Linked DNA regions of Triticum aestivum: region 1 is linked to region 2. Evidence: chromatin contacts called from public Hi-C data. All regions are on one chromosome and are shown on one strand. Each heading gives the region's core, a stretch centred on a gene start, on an enhancer-like site or on the middle of the called end of the contact. The rest is flanking DNA. Distances are from core to core; before and after follow the strand shown.

Region 1 (5,956 bases), core at 2,412-4,911, 640 kb after region 2:
TGTCGAGTGCAATCCACTTGACCGATAAGCTACTCGGAGACCCCTCCTTCCTAAAGTCGCTCGACCAATCGACCACTCGACCATACAAGAATCCACTCGACCTATTGAAGACCAGGAGTCATCTGGAGCGGCAACGGACGAGCGTTCACTCTGTAATCTTTAAGGCCATTAAGGCATTTAAGGCTGGCGTTACCAGTAACGCCTCATCTTTATGTACATTGAACCCTTAGCAACAGGGAAACGGCTGTGGTCCTGGCGTTCACTATATAAGCCACCCCCTCCTCTGGCACAAGGGTTCGCACCCCCTGTAACTCACACACGCATAATCCAGTCGACCGCCTCTGGGCATCGAGACGTAGGGCTGTTACTTCCTTCGCGAAGGGCCTGAACTCGTAAAACTCGTGTGTACAACTTCGCCATAGCTAGGATCTTGCCTCCTCATACCTACCCCCCATTCTACTGTCAGTCTTAGATCCACGACAGCGGCGACGGTGGCGGGGCTGGCGGGTTAGCCATACCCTAGGATCGAAAGTCTGATACCATTTATAATTCTATTGAATAACTATTGAATAATTGTTGACGCAATATTGTGCCAGCACAAGAGGTATATATAAGAGTCAAGCCGCACCTGACCTAGCCCTATTACAAACCGAGTAGGAGTCCTAATCCTATTACAAGTTGTATTCTAACACTAAGGGTGCCACATAGGCAAAAAAAATAATGTAACAAAGTAATTAAAAAGGAGATAGAGCATTATGTGACCCCAGGAGGAAACGGTGAACTTATGCAATATGCCTACCAACCAATGAATGGAGGAGTTTTGTTGATAAAGAATTAAATAAAGGAAGCTTAGCTACAAAAGTTAAGCACCCATGCATTGGGGATATTAGTTGCTAAGACAATTAATGCACTTAGTACCTCACCTAAGCATCAATGCATTGGAGGAGGTCTAATCAGGACTGTCAAACCGCGGTGTGACCATTGAATGGTGGATCCTATTCCCCTAACATGGGCAATGCCAGGCAAACACGCACCCTAATGAGAGCTGCTAGCCATCCATTTCTTCGTTTTCCTTCACACCGGTTTTGGAAGGTTCTATAACCTTCGGTTTTCTTTTTCTATCTTTTGATTTTGTTTGGTTTCCTTTTTTGTTTTTACTTTAAAATTTCTACTTTCATGAACATTTTTTAAAATATAGGATTTTTTAAATGAGGGAATTTTTTTAATTTGTGAATCTTAAAATATAAAAGGCCTACAAATGTCCGCAAGCACTGATTCGGGAGCCGGCCATGGGGTCAGACCGGTGGGACCAGTCCGCAGACAATGATGCGGGAGCCGACCATCCAGCCACAGCCGCAAATATCCGGAGACATTTCAAATGGAATTTAACGGAAATAAACAAATTTGATGCAAATCTAAATAAAATGGACAAATTTAATTAAAACTTGGATTTTTTTAAACCGGCCGATTTTCATCCAAATCAAAGCACGTGCATTATGTTTTCGATATATTTGGACTAAACACTAATCTAATGATCGCCTGCGCGCGTTTCCCATGTCTGGCAACTCGTCGAATGACCATGAGCTCCGGAAAATGAAGCTCAGCCTTCACGAAGCCGGCAAGCGGCTAATCAGACGACGACGACGAGCCCGCCAAGCTTAGCTTCAACGGGAGGGGAGAAGTGGTGGGCTTTGTGGGACCCAAGCGCCGGCGAGCTTCCAGCTCTACTCTTCCTCGTTGCCGGTGGCGCCCGCGGATGTGCCGGCTTAGTTGTTGTGGCGGAGGGACGCGACCGGCGCGGAGCTGGCGACGTCATCCTCGTCCTTGTTGTAAACTTCATCCGCCGCCTTTGTCAATCTTCGTGAATGTGGCTTCTTTCTCTGCCTGCAGGACACGGTAAATCAAGCGGCTGCGGCAGATGTCGCGTGCGCAGTGGTAGGATAGGAGCAGCGCCTCCTGCTCGTCCATGTCTATGTCTGCCCCGATGCCCGTGGCGACGGCGAGTTGCTCCTCAACGCGTCTATGCTTGTCGAGAAGGTGGAGGTTGTAGGCCTGGTCGGTCTGCGCTTGCCAAAATATGGCCTCCCATTCTTCTAACACCGTGTCGATGTAGTGAGTCTGCGCCTCGCCCATGGTGATGCTGACATGGGACAATGAGGACGGTGGTGCCGGCTCGTCCGCAATGCTGGCCACCGGAGAGCTCGTTCGTCTGCCAGCCAGCGAGCAGCCCGTAGTGGCAGGTTGGCAGTGATCTCCTTTTTCTATTCAGATGAGAGGATGTCCCATAGGAAGGGCTTCAGAGCTCGAGGAGGCCATGGCGGTTGTGGTGCCGAGAGGAGATAGGGAGCGGAGGAGGTTGGATGCGACTGTTGTCGGGCCGGGTGTTTAAATAGCGGGCGGATGGCAGGCTAGACGGCAAGGTGGTTAATAGTGGGCGGCAGACTAACAGACGGGTGGCGTCGGAGTAGGTTTTTGGGCTACTGGATATGATTAATGGAGAGAGGCGGATGAACGGTTTGTCGTTTGAATGTGGACAAGGTCCGTGCACTAGGATACGGTGCGGACGGCGCTCACGCTGCTTCAATGCCGGCTCAAGTGAGAGGTCATGTTCGCTCTAGGCAACAGTTTGCCGTTTAAACGCGGAGAAGGTGCGTGCACTGGGATGCGGTGGGGGCGGTGCTCTCATCCGGTGCGCTGGTTCAATGCCGGCTCTAGTGAGAGGTCACGTCCGCTCTAGGCCGAACGCGACACTGACCGCTTCGAGCGGGAAAGGGCATAGATGAGGAGAGGGTTTTGGGTGGGGTCAAGTTGTCGGAGGCGTGTGTGGCATCGGTATAAACACCCGCAAAAGCCCCTAGTTTGCTTCCGGTTTGCAGGTAAAAGGACGTCCGAACCGGCTAGCGGACGGATACAAGACCATGTTGGATGACAAAACACGACTGGACCTCATGATCCAGATAATTGCAAACGGTTTAAGGATTCGCTTTAGAGATGGCCTAGATTATGATAAGTGTTGCACACACAATGCACCACTTGTTTATCATGCAAGTGAAGCCAAGGAAGTACTCCCGCAAAAGAAAAAAAGGAAGTACTCGTTAACCATTGATTTCGTTGAATACTAGCAAGATGCCATGCATTGCACGGAACATCAAGATGTATTTATATGAATAGTTTATTTTATGGGAGAAAATGATGAACGAGGGAAGACCTTATTTGCAAATGTGAAGTGAGATGTGAGTATCTTTTTGCAAAATTGCCATAGTTTCCTTCCTATCCGTCAGATATAAATTGGACGGCCTATATTGCAGGATGACAGGCACACCATCATCATTAACTCTGTTTTTTATAAGAGTAGATTTTTTTGAGACAATTTTATAAGAGTAGATAACCACACGAAGCTATGTGAGGGCCAACCTGGGCCGTGGCCCGCCCAGCGCTGGAGCGCTGGCGAAAGAGAAATTATACCTAGGCCCAGCCCACACCCTGATCGCACAAACTGCGAACAGCAGAGAGAAAAAAAAAGCAGACAGCACGCAGCTCGGCAGCAGCCCATAGCCCAAGCTCACGGCACGCAGCGGAGCAGCCGCCACCGGGCACCGTCACATAGCCGCCGTCCGCCGCGGTGCCGGCCAGTGGCCACCGGCACGCGCACCAGCCGCCGCCCACACAGCATCGCGGCGACTCGGCGAGTCGGCCGAAGCCGACCCACGACGGCACGACCCTACCGGCACACAGCAGCGGCGAGCCAGCGACCCAGATCCCGCATCGCCTTCACATAACTGCAGTTCGGCGCTGCCCCTTGGGGATTTTGTTGCCGGGCGATGTCGGCGATGCCGCTCCCCCCACCGCCACCGGCCGACGGCCCGGCGGCGCTCCCGCCCCCGCCGGGGACGGACATGACGGGGATCTGCTTCCGCGACCAGCTCTGGCTCAACACCTACCCGCTGGACCGCAACCTCGTCTTCGACTACTTCGCCCTCTCCCCGTTCTACGACATCACCTGCAACAACGAGTCCCTCCGCTCGCGCCAAATCCACCCCCTCGACATGTCCCAGCTCACGTAAAACCCTAGCTCCCCCTCCCCGCTCCTCCTCTCTCGCTGCCCAATTCGCTGGTAGCGAGGGTCACTCATTGCTCCGTTCCTTGTGGTGGTCGCAGGAAGATGACCGGGCTGGAGTACGTGCTGAGCGAAGTGATGGAGCCGCACCTGTTCGTGATGCGCAAGCAGAAGAGGACGAACTCCGAGAAGTCTGACGCCTTGCTCGCCTACTACATCCTCGACGGCTCCATCTACCAGGCGCCCCTGCTTGGCAGCGTTTTCGCCTCCCGCATAGTAAAGCTCCAGAGCCTTTTATTCTTTTTTTTTCCGGAAATTCTGCAGTGAGGTTCTATAGTTCACTCACTGACAACGATGGGAATGTGATATATTGTTGAGCTATTTCATTCGCACAATTTTTCAGTGATTTTGCCAACCACTGAGTTGCAGAGTGTTGGATTGATTAATGTTTCCCCTTTTCTGCTCCTGTGACATTTCAGAGTAGGGCTATGCATCACATATCAAAAGCATTTTCTACGGCATGCTCAAAATTGGAGAAGATTGGTAATGGTATGGTCTTCACATTTTATCTACTTCTTACCTCTTCTTTTACCTTTTTCTTACTTGAATAAACATCACTTATGCATGATGTAATTTTGGCCAGTTGTTGTATTGCTTGCGAAATATATACTTGTTACTTGTATTGAACATCCAGCTGATCTTATGCATTGTAGTTCTTCGTGACTGGAAAAATGAAACTAACAAGCAGTGACACATTTGGTCAGCATAATGCAGTAATTGGTTCATCATTAGGTTCACAAAAAAGTAAACCATATGCATTTTCTAGAGAAATTGAGATTTATACGTAGTAGCAAAGTTTCAGAATCAGCAGGTCCACCTAAAAGATGGCAACTCTTAAGTCATCTCTATTTTCTTTTCAGTGGTCCCGAATTTAATTCCTTATTCCTCTGTGGGAAAACTAATCCAAGTTCCTTTTTGGTTTCTTGACAGATTTCCATGGTTAAACTAATTTCAAATAGCCAATTCACCTTTTCTGTCCAAAGATTACTTATTACTCTGTTTTGACTGGGCTAGGGGTTCAGATTTGCTGAATATCAGCTTACCAGGAAGCCAGATGCTGCTCTATTTACTCAGTGATAAAGTTAATATCTGTTATCTTCTTCAGCCAAGCTTTAGTTTCTATCCTTGATTAAACCACTGTTATTCTCCAAAACCTACCAATTTCTGGAATCCTGGTACAAGCAGAATCCAGAATTCTGGGGAATCTGGTTTCTATAACATGGTTCGCCAACTGCAGTGAGCACTGATCAGTGTGTGACAGATGTTTATTATGCTATGGCATGTGCGACTATAGCTGGTGTGTTTGCAGCGGTGTCCTTGGCAGCCAGCAGTAGGTGGTGGCAGAAAGGCAGAAATTTGGGTTAAATGGCCGAATTATTTTTATTATGAATGGAAACGAGATTTTGAGCATAGTTGTAGGCCTTTTGCAACTTTTAGTCGTATATTTTGCAAAATTATGAGTTCTGCAGGTAAAAAATTATATGTAGGCATTTTTTTGGTTTTCTAAGAGTAAAGCTCCAAGAATTAAATGGAATACTAGCTAAATACCCGTGTGTTGCAACGGGGGCAACTTTATTCTGGTGCTTCGACGTAGGAAATTTTTGATTGGGTTGAGATTGAGATATGCTGTGGGGATGGAATCCATCGGCAAAGGCAAGGAAAGATATGATTTGATTGGGTTGAGATTGGGATTGTGTACGTACAACTACGTGAGTTGATTGTGTTGTTTGCTTGCAAGGGCTTTCTTGCTATTGGCAATTTATTTGATTTCTGTTTATTGTTTTGCACGGGATTTCTTTTCCCAGAAACAAGGAGGTGGGGGTCAGTTTGGGAAAAACT
Region 2 (6,853 bases), core at 451-2,950:
CGACCACGGTGAGGTTGTGCCCGGCGACGCTGAAGAAGAGGTCGTTGGAGAGCCCCGCGTTGATGATCCGGAGCAGGTACGTCTTGCCGTGCTGCACCGGTATCTTGTAGGTGCCGGCCTTGGAGCACGGGAACAGGTCCCCCGGCTGGCCGTTGATGGTGTTCGCGTCCGAGATGTTGATCTCGCCGCCGATCCTCTCCGCCTCCTCGAGTAGATGGTTCACATCGGCATTCCACCACTCACCTGCATGCATGCGGTCAAATTTATCAGGTCAAGGACATTCAAGCAACAACTTGGCTTAGTTATACTGTAAGCATGGATGAAATTAATGGAAGCACGAATGTATATATACTACTCCCTCCGATCCAAATTAGTTGACTTAAATTTGTCTAAATACGGATGTATTTATACTTGTTTAGTGTCTAGATACATCTGTATCTAGATAAATATGGGTCAAGTAATTTAAAACGGAGGGAGTAGTATATACCGAGGATGACGGGTATCTCCTTGTGTGGCTTCACGAAGGGGAAGGTGGTTCCGAGCTTGGGGTGGATGACAATGGCGCCATGGATTGTGGTGCGGTCGAAGTCGCTGTGTGCGTGCCACCAAAGTGTGCCCTCTTCCTCGGACAAGATAACCCGGTAGGTGAAGTTGCCGCCGGGGCGGATGGGACACTGGGTAATGTACTCAGGCCCGTCTGACCACGGGTTGCGTGGCTGGTCCACACCATGCCTGTGTACATATGTCGCGTTAGAAAATATTCCCTCCGTTTCTTTTTAGTCCGTGTATAAGATTTGATCAAAGTCAAACTCTGTAAAGTTTGACTAACTTTATAGAAAAATATATTAACATCTACTCCCTTCGTTCCTAAATATAAGTCTTTTTAGAGATTTCACTACAAATTACACACGGATATATATAGGCATATTTTAGAGTGTAGATTCACTCATTTTACTCTGTATGTAGTCTATAGTGAAATCTCTAAAAAGACTTATATTTAGGAACGGAGGGAGTACAATATAAAAGTTATATGATATGAAAGTTAATTTCATCATGCATCTAATAGTATTGATTTCATAGTGTGAATATTGATATCTTTTTCTATAAAGCTAGTCGAACTTTACAAGTTTGACTTTGGTCAAATCTTATATGCAAACTGAAAGGATGGTTATATATATGCAGTGAACGGCCAGCGGCCAGGCTAACTAGCTAACTTACCAGTGGATGGTGATGTTTTTATCGCCTTGATTGTAGACATTGACGATGACGAGGTCGCCCTTGCGCGCGTAGATGGTAGGGCCAGGGAACTGCCCGTTGACGGTGAGGACGGTCCTCTCCTTGCAGAGCCTTGTGTAGTTGCTCTCCTTAATCTGCAAAATATGATGAACGAACGCCACAAGCAAGTTTATGATATGCTGAGATGGCATGTGTACATGTTAAGAGAAATAGATTTGTCGAGGCTAGCTACTTAGGTATAGAAGATGAATGGGAATAAATGCAAACAAACGTACAAAGAAATCGTGGTAGCGAGTCTTGGCGCCCTGAGCAGGGCTAACGGAAACTCCCAGCACTAACACCGCCCCAAGTAACCAAAGCACCGCCGGTGTCTTAGCTACACCCATCGTCGGCCGACGGCCGTCGCCACTCACCGAGCTCTGCTCAGCTCGACCGTGAACCGTCGGAGATTAGCTAAGAAGCTAGCTAGCCACAAGTTATGCACGCACGGTAGCTGCTGCTTGAGCAAACCTGGAAACGAATGTGTGGGATGGACTGATGATGGCAATCCCAAGCAGACGCACGAGGTATTTATATAGGTCATGTGGGGAGGGGGACAGGATCGAGCCCGGTCGACGATGCGTGCGTGCATGGTTTCATATGATATGATTAGCTTCTTGTCAAATATAATCGGTAGAAAGAGGAGACGGCTTTGGCAGAAGCCGCCCACCGCGACGACGTGAAATGCATGCATGCGTGCAGTTACCCCTGAATTGATTATCGTTGGTTGGTCGCAGTCATGCATGCTGTCTGTGACGACGACAGCGTCAAGGCCTTGAGCCCTTCGGAGCAACTGCCCGCATAATTTAGTTTCAGTAGATTAATCTATCCAAGCACACGTACTTTTCGAAAATTAATCAGAAAATCAAGGCGAGCTTTTGGAACATGCGGTGGATGCATGCATCCATTCCTGCTTTTGATGCTATATCGTTGTTAATCCCTCCGCTCAGAAATATAAAATGTTACATTTTTTCTAAATTGAATATATGTAGACATATTTTAGTGTGTTTGTTCGCTCATTTCAGTTCGTCTGTAGTTTATATTAAAATATCTAAAACATATTATATTTGCGAACAGAGGAAGTAGAATTTTGACCACTTTGTGTCCATTTGTTTAGCAGAAATGAGCAAGGTAATCAACGCCTGTGGAAATGCAGGTCAAGCTGACATTTGTGGTAACCGGGAGACGTGATCAACTACGCAAGCAACACAAGGAAACAATCATGCATGTATGTCCGGCCGTCAAGGAAATACTAACCTGGACTGTCAAACCGCGGTGTGACCATTGAATATAATCTTGTAGGACGACCATTGAATATACAAAACAACCACTGACGAAGTTATGTGAGGGCCAACCTGGGCCCTCGCCCGCTGCAATGACCCACGAGGCGATCAGATCAAACCAGAGGTAGGTGAGGTTCGTTTGGAATGGAAACATCTTCAAGTTATGATGACCAAGCTGGGTTTTGCACCTGTCTGGATCTCTTCTGTGATAAAAATGGTGACCTCTGTTAAATTCTCAGTTCTGTTTAATGGAAAGAAGCTCGAGGAATTTAGACCTACAAGGAAAATTCGGCTGGGAGACCCAATCTTGCCCTACCTTTTCTTGATGGCAGCAAAGGGCCTTTCGTGCCTCTTAAAAAGTAAGAATCGGCCATCTCATATTTGTGAGATGAAAGTGGAAGAACCGGCACCACTGGTGAGCCATTTACTCTTTGCATATGACAACCTGTTGTTCGTCTAGGCTGAAGGTGAGGGTGCAACTTTGGTAACCTCGTTGTTGGACACTTATTGTTAGGCTTCAGGACAAAATAAATAAACCTTTCCAAGTCATCGGTATTCTTTAGTAAAGGATGTTCTGAGCTTATCAGGGATGAGATGAAAGGAATACTCAATGTCCATAATGAGAACTTGTCTAGAAACAACAAAAATAGAGCTTTCAAATATCTCAAAGAAAGTGTTTGGAACAAAGTTAAGGGATGGATGAAAACAATTCTCTCTTGGGAGGGAAAGATGTGCTCGTCAAGTTTGTTGCACAAGCAGTACCAGTGTACTCTATGTCCCGTTTCAAGATACCCCGTGGACTTTGTCAGCATACACTAAAAAAATACTTCCGTGATGATACTTGTTTGTCACAGTAGGTCACTTTTTCTGTCATGCATGTATATCCGTGAAGATTTTATGACCGAATGAAGATAGTCATGCCTGTGCTATTATAGAGGTGCTCCATGACAATACTCAATTTATTGTCACGGAAGTGTTCACTTCCGTGATGATAAATGGCGCGTCATGGAAGTGTTTTCGTCAAGGGTAACCGACATGTGGCATCCACCGTAATGGGTCGCCGTTAAGCTATCGGGTGTCGGTTTTGGATCCGATACCCGTTAACAGCCCGGACCAATGACGATTTTACACGTGTCAAATTCTCATTTGCCAACGGAACCACGTGTCAGCTCGGCATTGTGACATATGTGTCATCCATCCAATGGTTGTGACGCGCCAATGAAAAGCCGAGACATGGAACGGACCAAAGTGACCCATTTAGGTTAAAAAGGTCGGCCCAGCCAAAGGCCCACAAGATTTTGTCAGATACTAGTGGGCCGGCCCGTTAACAGCGTGCCATGTTTTGGGCCAAATTGCGGTCCATATCAGATCTAACCCGTTAAGAGCCCACTATGCTTTTGGGCCACTGAATGCCATGTTTGTATTTCGGCCTGTTAAAGGCCCATTGAACAGTTTGACCCATTTCAGCGCGATGTTTGTTTCGGACTGTTAACGACCCTTAGTGGAATTGGGCCGTTTTTGGTCCGGTTTCTGTTTCGGCCATTTAACGGCCCATGCTGCATTTGGGCCAATTTTTGGTCCGAAGTGACTTTCGGCCTCTTAACGACCCGTAATATTCGTGGATAAATTTTATCCCAACCCGACTATCGGCCCTGAAAGGATTGATATGGTTGACTATAGGGGGGGGGGGAGTGAATAGGCAACTAACAATTTTTAGGTTTTCTTCGCAAATTAGGTTTAACAACAAATAGGTTGTCTAGATGTGCAACTAGGTGAGCAACCTATATGATGCTAACAACAACAAGCACAAGCAAAGGATACAACACAACAATAGCTTGCACAAAGTAAAGGAAAAAGATAACCACAAGTGGAGCCGGTGGAGACGAGGATGTGTTACCGAAGTTCCTTCCCTTTGAAGGGAAGTACGTCTCCGTTGGAGTGGTGTGGAGGTGTTGGGAATCGTTGCATGGAAAACAAAAAAATAATTCTACGCACACACAATGATCTATCCATGGAGATGCATAGAAACGAGGGGGAGAGTGTGTTTACGTACCCTCGTAGACCGTAAGCGGAAGCGTTTCACAACGCGGTTGATGTAGTCGAACTTCTTCGCGCTTCAACGGATCAAGTACCGAACGCACGACACCTCCGCGTTCTGCACACGTGCAGCTCGGTGACATCCCTCGCCTTCTTGATCCAGCAAGACGTCGAGGGAGTAGATGAGTTCCGTCAGCACGACGGCATGGTGACGTTGATGGTGAAGTGATCTCCGCAGGGCTTCGTCTAAGCACTACGAAAATATGACCGGGGGTGTAAACGGTGGAGGGGGGGGGGGGGTGCCGCACACGGCTAGGCAATTGTCTGTTCTGTGCTAGGCGCCCCCTCCCACATATATATAGGTGGGAGGGAGGGAGGAGCAGCCAAAGGAGGCGCCCAAGTAGGAGGAATCCTACCTGGGGTCCCTCCCAAGCCGCGCCCCCTTTTCTTATTTGGAGTGCGGGGAAAGGCAGGGGAGGGTGGCGCCCCCTCTTTCCTTTCTCCCATGAGAGGGAAAGGCAGGAGGGGCTAGCCCTCCCCCTTTTCCTTTCCTAGGGCTGGCCAAACAAGGGAGGGGGCGCACCAGCCCCTTTGTGGGTTGGTCTGTCCCCTCCTTTGGCCCATAAGGCCCATAACTTGCCGAGGGCGTGCCCGGAACCCCTTCCAGTGACCCGATTCCTTCCCGGTACGTCCCAAAACACTTCCTGTGTCCAAATACCATCGTCCAATATATAAATCTTTACCTCTCGACCACTTCAAGACTGTTCGTCATGTCCGAGATCTCATCCGGGACTCCGAACAACTTTCGGTCACCATAACATATAACTCATATAACACTATATCGTCAACGAACGTTAAGCGTGCGGACCCTACGGGTTCGATAACTATGTAGACATGACCGAGACACCTCTCCGGTAAATAACCAATAGCGGAACCTGGATGCCCATACTGGCTCCTACATATTCTACGAAGATCTTTATCGGTTGAACCGTTATCACAACATACGTAATTCCCTTTGTCCATCGGTATGTTACTTGCCTGAGATTTGATCGTCGGTATCTTCATACCTAGTTCAATCTCGTTATCGGCAAGTCTCTTTACTCGTTCTGTAATACATCATCTTGCAACTAACTCATTAGTCGTTTTCTTGCAAGGCTTCTTATGATGTGTATTACCGAGAGGGCCCAAAGATACCTCTCCGATACTCGGAGTGACAAATCCTAATCTCGATCTATGCCAACTCCACAAACACCTTCGGAGATACCTGTAGAGCATCTTTATGATCACCCAGTTACATTGTGACGTTTGATAGCACACAAGATATTCCTCTGGTATCCGGGATTTGCATAATGTCATAGTCGAAGGAATATGTATTTGTCATCAAGAAAGCAATAGCAATAAACTGAACGATCAATATGCTAAGCTAGCGGATGGGTCTTGTCCATCACATCATTCTCCTAATGATGTGATCCCGTTATTAAATGACAACTCATGTCTTTGGTTAGGAAACCTTGACCATCTTTGATCAATGAGCTAGTCTAGTAGAGGCTCACACTACTGGAATCAGGATCTTTGCCGTCAGCCTGATCTTTGCTGTCAGCCAGCTGACGGCAAAGAAGGTCTTTACCACCAGCTTACATAAAACAGACGGCAAAGAAAGAGCCGACGTCAAAGATCATGTTTGCCGTCAGCCAGATCTTTGCCGTCCGCTAGCGGACGGCATAGAAGCTTTGCCGTCCGCTAGCAGACGGCAAATAAAGAGGGTGGCCCACTCGCGAGAGCCACCCAATGCCCACTTTATTTGCCGTCTGCTAGCAGACGGCAAAGCATCTTTGCCGTCTGCTCGCAGACCATTTCATCTTTGCCATCCTCCAGCAGACGGCAAAGAGCCCGTCGCCGTAGCCTATTCAGCCGGACCTGTTGCCGTTTGCTGGCGGACGGCAAAGGCCTTTGCCGTCAGCCATGGCAGACGGCAAAGTGCCTGATTCCTGTAGTGTCACTAGGGACATGGTATTTGTTTATATATCCACACATGTATTTAAGTTTTCGGGCAATACAATTCTAGCATGAATAATAAACCTTTATCATGATTTAAAAAATATAATAATAACCATTTTATTATTGCCTCTAGGGCATATTTCCATCAGGAGGCACAATGCTCCCCAAGAAGCCACTAGGTCCACCGTATTCTCCTCACGTCCTCACACAATGCGAGATGCCGTGATTCCACTAGTGGTGCCTTTGAAGGCGGCGAACAA

Evidence for each region. A called contact is a pair of places that touch in the nucleus more often than the background predicts.
Region 1: a Hi-C map of leaf shows a contact between it and region 2, with 2.4 times the contacts expected there. The contact joins the promoter of LOC123165554 here to the promoter of LOC123170083 in region 2. A contact is called at or near these places in 2 of 5 Hi-C or Micro-C datasets (both in leaf).

Annotation. Positions count from the first base shown.
Region 1 is chr7D:130,777,956-130,783,911 of IWGSC CS RefSeq v2.1, forward strand. It overlaps LOC123165554 (mediator of RNA polymerase II transcription subunit 6), which reads left to right and starts at 3,662. Exons shown (of 5, transcript XM_044583222.1): 1 at 3,662-4,060; 2 at 4,159-4,333; 3 at 4,537-4,606. The coding sequence starts at 3,822.
Region 2 is chr7D:130,141,538-130,148,390 of IWGSC CS RefSeq v2.1, forward strand. LOC123170083 (putative laccase-9) reads right to left here and starts at 1,701. Exons shown (of 5, transcript XM_044587926.1): 1 at 1,512-1,701; 2 at 1,219-1,370; 3 at 488-732; 4 at 1-243. The coding sequence starts at 1,622.